Linked DNA regions of Mus musculus: region 2 is linked to region 1. A link is a contact called in public Hi-C data. All regions are on one chromosome and are shown on one strand. The core of a region is the stretch at or near the end of the contact, and the rest is flanking DNA. Distances in the headings are between cores, read along the strand shown. Region 1 overlaps Gm30382 (a long non-coding RNA gene). Region 2 overlaps Gm30382 (a long non-coding RNA gene).

Evidence for each region. Hi-C and Micro-C count contacts between places; a contact is called where the count stands out from the background.
Region 2: a Hi-C map of bone marrow-derived macrophages shows a contact between it and region 1, with 4 times the contacts expected there. The contact joins two enhancer-like sites. A contact is called at or near these places in 1 of 15 datasets of contacts at CTCF or cohesin (pro-B cells) and 6 of 484 Hi-C or Micro-C datasets (the CH12 cell line, bone marrow-derived macrophages, frontal cortex and 3 more).

What each region holds. Positions count from the first base shown.
Region 1 is chr3:149,279,252-149,282,593 of GRCm38.p6, reverse strand. The region is part of intron 2 of Gm30382 (a long non-coding RNA gene); the gene reads left to right. It overlaps Gm1653 (predicted gene 1653), which reads right to left. Exons shown (of 3, transcript NR_040591.1): 3 at 2,614-3,342. Among named protein-coding and RNA genes, the nearest start is that of Gm1653, 6.2 kb to the right of the region's middle. Within about 2 kb of position 1,588, at least 32 of the 459 cell types and tissues checked have an H3K27ac peak or open chromatin away from gene starts, as enhancers often do. A contact at or near this core is called in bone marrow-derived macrophages, where this site is marked.
Region 2 is chr3:149,439,857-149,443,198 of GRCm38.p6, reverse strand. The region is part of intron 1 of Gm30382 (a long non-coding RNA gene); the gene reads left to right. It overlaps A630039O03Rik (a long non-coding RNA gene), which reads right to left. Exons shown (of 6, transcript XR_376220.3): 1 at 1-3,342. Among named protein-coding and RNA genes, the nearest start is that of Gm30382, 4.1 kb to the left of the region's middle. Within about 2 kb of position 1,793, at least 6 of the 459 cell types and tissues checked have an H3K27ac peak or open chromatin away from gene starts, as enhancers often do. A contact at or near this core is called in bone marrow-derived macrophages, where this site is marked.

The DNA.
Region 1 (3,342 bases), core at 339-2,838:
CATCGTTACTTTATGTAAATTCAAGGAACAGCAAGAAAGATTGTCACTCTGACAAAGCTACAAGCTCCCATCTATGGGCCTTCTAACCTTTGCCGAGAAAATGCCTTAGTGGGTAGTAAGTGCCGGTGCACTGAAGCCAAGGCCTAAAAGCAATCAGAGGCATTTCGGTCTTAGTGCAGACTCCTGTGGCCTTGCCTTTCTGTTCCTCTCATTCGCCAGTGCTTGCTGACATCAGTGGCTGATCTGTAAAACTGGGGCTACAACAAAATGTTAAGCGTCTAGTTTTTTACAAATTCCTGCCTGAACACTTTGAAGATGAGGCAACATCAGCCATTTTTCTTATCAATGGCTAAGGAGGTCCTGATTGTTGACAGGTATGAATTTGACCAAAATGATGTGTATTCAGCTTCTTCCCTGACGATCTGACCATTGAGTTCTCAGAGCTGCATCCAAGTCCTGACCACTCTTCCTCCCGCTTTGCTGCCCTCGTGCCTGTTGCTCAAATGTACCAACTACCCCCCAAGCAACGTTGATGCGTTTGTTTTTTTCAAGAGCTTAAACACGTGCACACTATTTTAAAGTGCTTTCCAAAAAGGGCATTTGGCATCCATGTTTTTGGTTTCTGGATTAAGCCAGTTTGGGACAGCGATCTTCCATTATTGGATGGGTTCTGGAGAAAGAACAGTAGAGCCTTAAGAGGCTTTGTAAATTCCCCCATCTTCTGAAGGTGTAAGCAAGGTCTTCTCGGCGCTAGGAATATTGTACAAAAAACCCAAAACAGTCAAAAAGGGTAATGGTCAAACAAAAGTGTCTCGTGGCAGAGAAAAGAAGGAGAAAGGAGGAAGAATTTTTCTCCAGTGTCATCTTGACTCAGTAGTGGCTTCCCAGAGAATGTGCTTAGCAAAACGGTTGACTCTGTCACAGTCTGTGAGGAAAGAGTGTGGCACTCAAGTCCTGTTTGCTTCTATTTCTGCTTGCGGCCAAGTAAACCTGGCAGTCTTCAGAAAAAGGAAGTTCCTAAGTGCAAGAGAATCTTTCCAATAGCAAAGTCCAGGAGCTGGGCTCAACTGGTTCTTCCTCCAGAGGAGGAAACTCCTCACGCTAGACACCTCAAGCAAATGCATGGCTTGAAGACCCACACAGTGGAAGAGAGCAGGAAATGGAAATCTGCACAGGAAATTGATCAGAAGTGAAGCAAATGTTCTCCCATGCTCGAAAAAGAAAAGGAACCCTTCCACCTGACGTCCTCATGATAAAGCCTGTTTTCCTCAGTAGCAGCCCTCTCCTCCTCATCAGGCTCCCTGAATGGGGAGGGAGAGTGTGCCTGCTTCCATGACTTCACCTGTTCCAACTAGCCTTTCCACACCTCACAGTGGCCTGGCTTCTCTTACACAGGACTCCCACAGAGTGGCTGTTTAAAAGAAAGCCCTGTTACAATGGCTCATTAAGCATTGTTCACTGTTGGCTTTCTGTACTGGACATTTTCTTCGTTGCTGCAACAAAATCCTTGACCACAACAACCTAAAGAAAGAGGAGTCTCTCTGCCTCACAGGACAAAGGGAAGTCTGTGTTGGTAGAGAAGGCACAGCAGCAGTCATGTGAGGCAACTGGTCACATGGCCTCTGCGCTCAGGAAGTAGAGATCAGTGAGCAGGCATGCTCAGTGAGCTTTCTCCTCTAGAGGCAATCTAAGACCCCTGCTGACGGAAGGGTGCTAAAGACATTTAGGATGGGTCTTTCCACCTCAATTAGCCCAATCTAGAAGTGGCCATTAACATAGATATATCCAAAGATTTCTCCTTCTAGAACCTGTCACCATAGCACTCAATATAAACCTCCATGCTTCCTTCTCTGCCCACCACTCCTGATGCCTGATGACACCTCATATTGTCACTCCACTGTTCTATATGGAATGGTCATCCACCATTCTCAAACTCATCTCTAGAGCCTCTTGCTCTGGCTATAAATTGTCATTTTTCCTTTTGTTGTTGTTGTTGTTATTGTTTTAAATAACATTGTTTTGAGAATTTCATACACGAGTACTGTATTTTGTCGAAGGGCAGCTTTGATATCTCAGGGTAAAGTAAGGGGTTATGGAGTCAGTGACTGGTCATTCTGCAGGCTTTTCTCTGAGGGAACAAAGCTTGATTCAGTGAAATACTTCACTGGGGCCAGGGAAACACTCCCTGGAGGGAGGTGGGGCATCAAGAAACTCTTTGTGGTCGGCAAGAAGAAGGGGGAATGAGAATCATACACATATACATATACATATACATATACATATACGCATAGGTATACGTATAGGTATAGGTATACATATACATACACACCTTTAGTAGATGAAGCAAGGCTTCAAGGAGCAAGGACCAACAACTTCACACATACATACATGCATGCATGCATGTATGCATACATATATACATACATATGTACACATTTGGTAGATAGAACAGAGTTCTAACCAACTTCACACATATGCACATATACACATATATACACATACACATTGGGTGGATGGAGCAGAGCTCCAATGAACAAGCTTCAACAACTTTGTTTTTTTCAACTACAGCTTATATATCAAACAGTACCAAAAAAAAAAAAAAAATCACAATGTGGTTACATTCTATCTTTATTCCAGTGAGTGATTACAATGAGTATACATAAAAAAAAATGTTCCCTAATACCCCCACATGATCAAATGTTTTACGTATTAAGGATTAAAAAAAATATTCTCCAAAACCCACACGAATTTGTAACTAAGCAACTTGTTATAGATTAACAAAGCATGAGCAGGCAAGGTGATTTTCTCAGCCAGTTCCTCTTACTGACAGGCAGCAATTTGCAGCTACAAAGAAAGGATCGATTATTTTATTATTTATCTTAAAAAGTAATCTTATTAAAATCTTAAAGAGAATCACAAATCTAAACCTTTATATATAAAAACATCATTCCTTTCTCTTTTAACTCCTCGGGGTGCACATCTACTCATTAACCATTTTTTGTTAAATTCTATCAGGACACTGAGGACCAAAATGGGCACAAGAAATTAATCATCAGCTGATCACCAGGCCAGCTTTAGTAAGAGAATCACGTCAGTTAGTGCTGGCTCGGCTGCCATTGTTCTTGTTCCCTGACCCAAAAAACATTCCTCGCTCAATATTAAAAGTGTGCCTTTATTGTTCCCCAAGATTTTCTACATCAGAGACACTAGCAAAAAAATATATTAGCCTAACTTTACTAACAATCGACATCACCAAACTCTTTCTAAGGATGGTGGTCGTTGCTAACACTCTGTACCTTTAATACCTTTCTGAGGCTGGTGGATGAATCATTAACCTGCATT
Region 2 (3,342 bases), core at 544-3,043, 160 kb before region 1:
GCTGGGCGAACTTCAGACTACTGTGAACTAAAGGGTGCCCTTTCAGAACAAAGGAAACCACAGATACTCTGTCAGCAGGCAAGCTAAGGAGAGACAGAGAAACTAGGCAAGGCACTCTTCTGGGGACCTGAGAAAATGCCGCCAACTAGACATTCTCTTTGCATTCACATTACATGGATTTGATAGGTTTGTAGGCATTCCCCCCCGGAATCCCAAGCCATCATTTCACAGGGCTATTTCAAAAGCAGGGATTTTTATAGATGCTTGCGTTTGTTTGCTAACCTCAAGAAAGTCTCCAAAGACCGACCTCCTATGCCTTTAGTCAGGTCTTACTGTGCATCCTAAATAAAATGGTCACAGCCTTCAACTCCCCCTGGGTTCCTCTGCTTCATCTGTACACTTCCCATTCCTCCACTAACTCATTCAAGCAACTGCTCAGGATAAGTTACATCCACTCCGTTTCAGTGTGCCTTGCAGCAAAATGTTGAGCACCGAGAACCCTCACGGCTGTATTTAATAGTGGTTTGTTATTCCCCCCTGAGTCCCTTCTGCTGGTTTTACCGAATGCAGTTTAAAAGATAAATTTCCATCTTAAAAGGATACTATAGGGGGTGTTAATAAGTTGTCCAGAACTTTGGGAGTGTTCAGTGGGAGTCATGGCAATGTGCAACCCTGCCTGAGGAGAAATGATCTGCACCATCAGAGAGCATCCGATGCTGCTACATCTGCACACACCCAGAGCTTCTCAGGAAGACTTTCTGCCACACTAAACAGTTCCCAGACCCTGGAACTGTTATTGGAGTGTGGATTGGTTATGGTATCCAGGGGACACTTATCAGATCCTTATTGCTTTGTTTGCAATAATTTTAATCTTCATAGCAATGCTGTCAGGTCAAGGGGACCATTGTACACACTTTGTAGATAAAACCATGAAGGTTCCGAGAAGTTAATTGACTTTGTCAAGGCCATGGAGTTGTGCAGACATGGGATTTGAACCTGCCTTTCCTTTGAAATCACATATAACGATGACTTCCTGGCTTATCGGTCAGTGTACTTCTTTCCCTCTCCCTATAGCAAACATATCTTATCCAACTTACCCATCTGTTGTCTGGACATACCAGAACTAGGTGTCTTTTTCTGGTTTTTCAACTTCTTCATCGCTTTTCCTTTTGATCTGTATTAGCATTATAGCAGTCTTAAAGAGTTATTTCACTGGTGGCATGCCAGGAATGGTTACTCTAGTAGAGTAGAACACAGAATCACATCTGTAATTGACTGGCATGTCTGCTCAGTCTTACAACAACCACCTCCTTTATTCTGTCTGACCAAGATTGACAGCTTTTTATATGTTTGAAATATCAACGGTGTAAGGAGCTTGGTATTGATGGAAATTAACCCGGGGCTTTATCTAACTACCATTCCTAGTAACTCCAGAGAAGTTCTGATAACAATTAACATGTTGAGCCAAACAACAGTTCACATAAGAAAAGTATATTCTACCGTCTTGTGGAACCATCCTTCAAATGCAGTCTGAAATAGCCCTTTCTTCTGCCGTTCTATTCACTAGGAACATCTGTATGGAAATTTCCCCAGACAAAATATCACCAACCCATTTACAAAGCAGGAGTAGATGACAGATAGCATGATAGGGAATATTTAAATATGCTGACTGTGTGCCACTCAGCACAGTTAACTGTTTTTATGTCATAGGTGTTGCCCACTTTGTGAGGCAAAGAAAAGACTCCCTCCTTACAGAGAAGTGAGAGCAGCCTTCCTTCTGTCTGCCTGTTTGTGGTAGCTTCAAACTTCCTCTATTGTCTTTCATCCCAGTGTGAAAAGATGAACTATTACACAGGTCACCCATGGGAATCTGATTCAAACACTGATCATTGACCTGTGGTTATACAATATAAACAAGCACTGGCACAGGATCCATATAAAATCTAGTAAAAAAAGATGTAGAGGCCATTGGACAGTAGTGATCGTATAAGATACATATTTATTGGGGAACAAAAGAAAAAATTTTGCCATCATTGTGTGACACTAGTATTTTTTTAAATCATACTTAAAATATCCGACAGATGGGCTGCTCTTCTAAGTCCAAATTCTCTACCTGCTGGCAGGAGGAAAGCCCAAGAATTTGTCTTTACAGCTAGTTTAATAGACCAGTTTCATATGGATTAGCCAAGTTAGATGTCAGCCATTGGAGTGGGAAAATCTGGGAATCAATTTAAATTTGAGCTTATCCTACCATCTTCTCTGCTGAGTGAGTTCAGTAGCCTATAAGGCACTCCACTCAGATTTGATTTCTCAAGTCAAATTACTGGAGTTGTATTTCCACCATGAAAGGCAAAGAGAAAGAGGCCAGAGGAAGATACATTTAGTTCAAGGTGTCACAGCTGACCTCAAGCCACTAAAAGGAGCTATCCCTCCCTGCTCAACTCATAAGTCCAGTCACTGAATTCTTTTGCCTAAAAATAATGTCAGCTCCTTGAAATTGAAAATAAAACGAAAAGACATTCCTCTCCAGGGAAGTTTGAAAAAAAATATTCAGACAACTTAATTCTCAAATGTATTAGCAGTCAGTTCAGAGTGACAGTTGTCATTACATGGGAGCTTAAAATTAAACTTCACTAGCTCATAAGATCAACTGTTTTGCAAAGAAGAGCCCAAAATTTGCAATCACATTCAGCCAGCGCCGCGTCTTTCTTGTTGTTGCTGTGGTTGGTGGTGGTGTTGTGATTGTGTGGCTCCTATCAATCTTCTCCCAGCAAAGTTAAAGAGCCCTCCCTTCCACAGCTGCCTCCATGTTCACAGTGACTGAAGTTCCTCCCGCATATCTCAGCCTTTGATTTTGTAGGGTTTGTAAAAATAATGATGATAATAATTCCTCAATTGCTGCAGCTTAAATTAATTCAGGATGAAAATCAGATTGCATTTTTCACAGATCTGGACCCTATGCTAAGCCGAGTGTCTGTGTTTAATTAACGTGTAGACAATTCACGGGCTTACTTTTTAATGTGGCGAGACCAATTTATATACTCCAATTTTGTTTCAGGGGCAATAAGAGATCCAGTTCTCTTTACAAATTATTTCAATTTTGTAAATTATATTTGTCAAAAAATATTTCTATGCTCCACCACTGGAGCTGTGCTCTCCCAAAAATATAATAGTGTACGTGTGCTCAACTTAAAAAAAAAAAAGTGTGAGGGAAGAACTAAGCCCACTGAATACAAAGGTTAAATGTGTTTCATACAAATGAGTTTCTCATTGTGACATGAAACAGAGACACAACTGCTGTAAGAATTGAGTGGAAAGAATGAGAAAATGAAAAGGCAACAA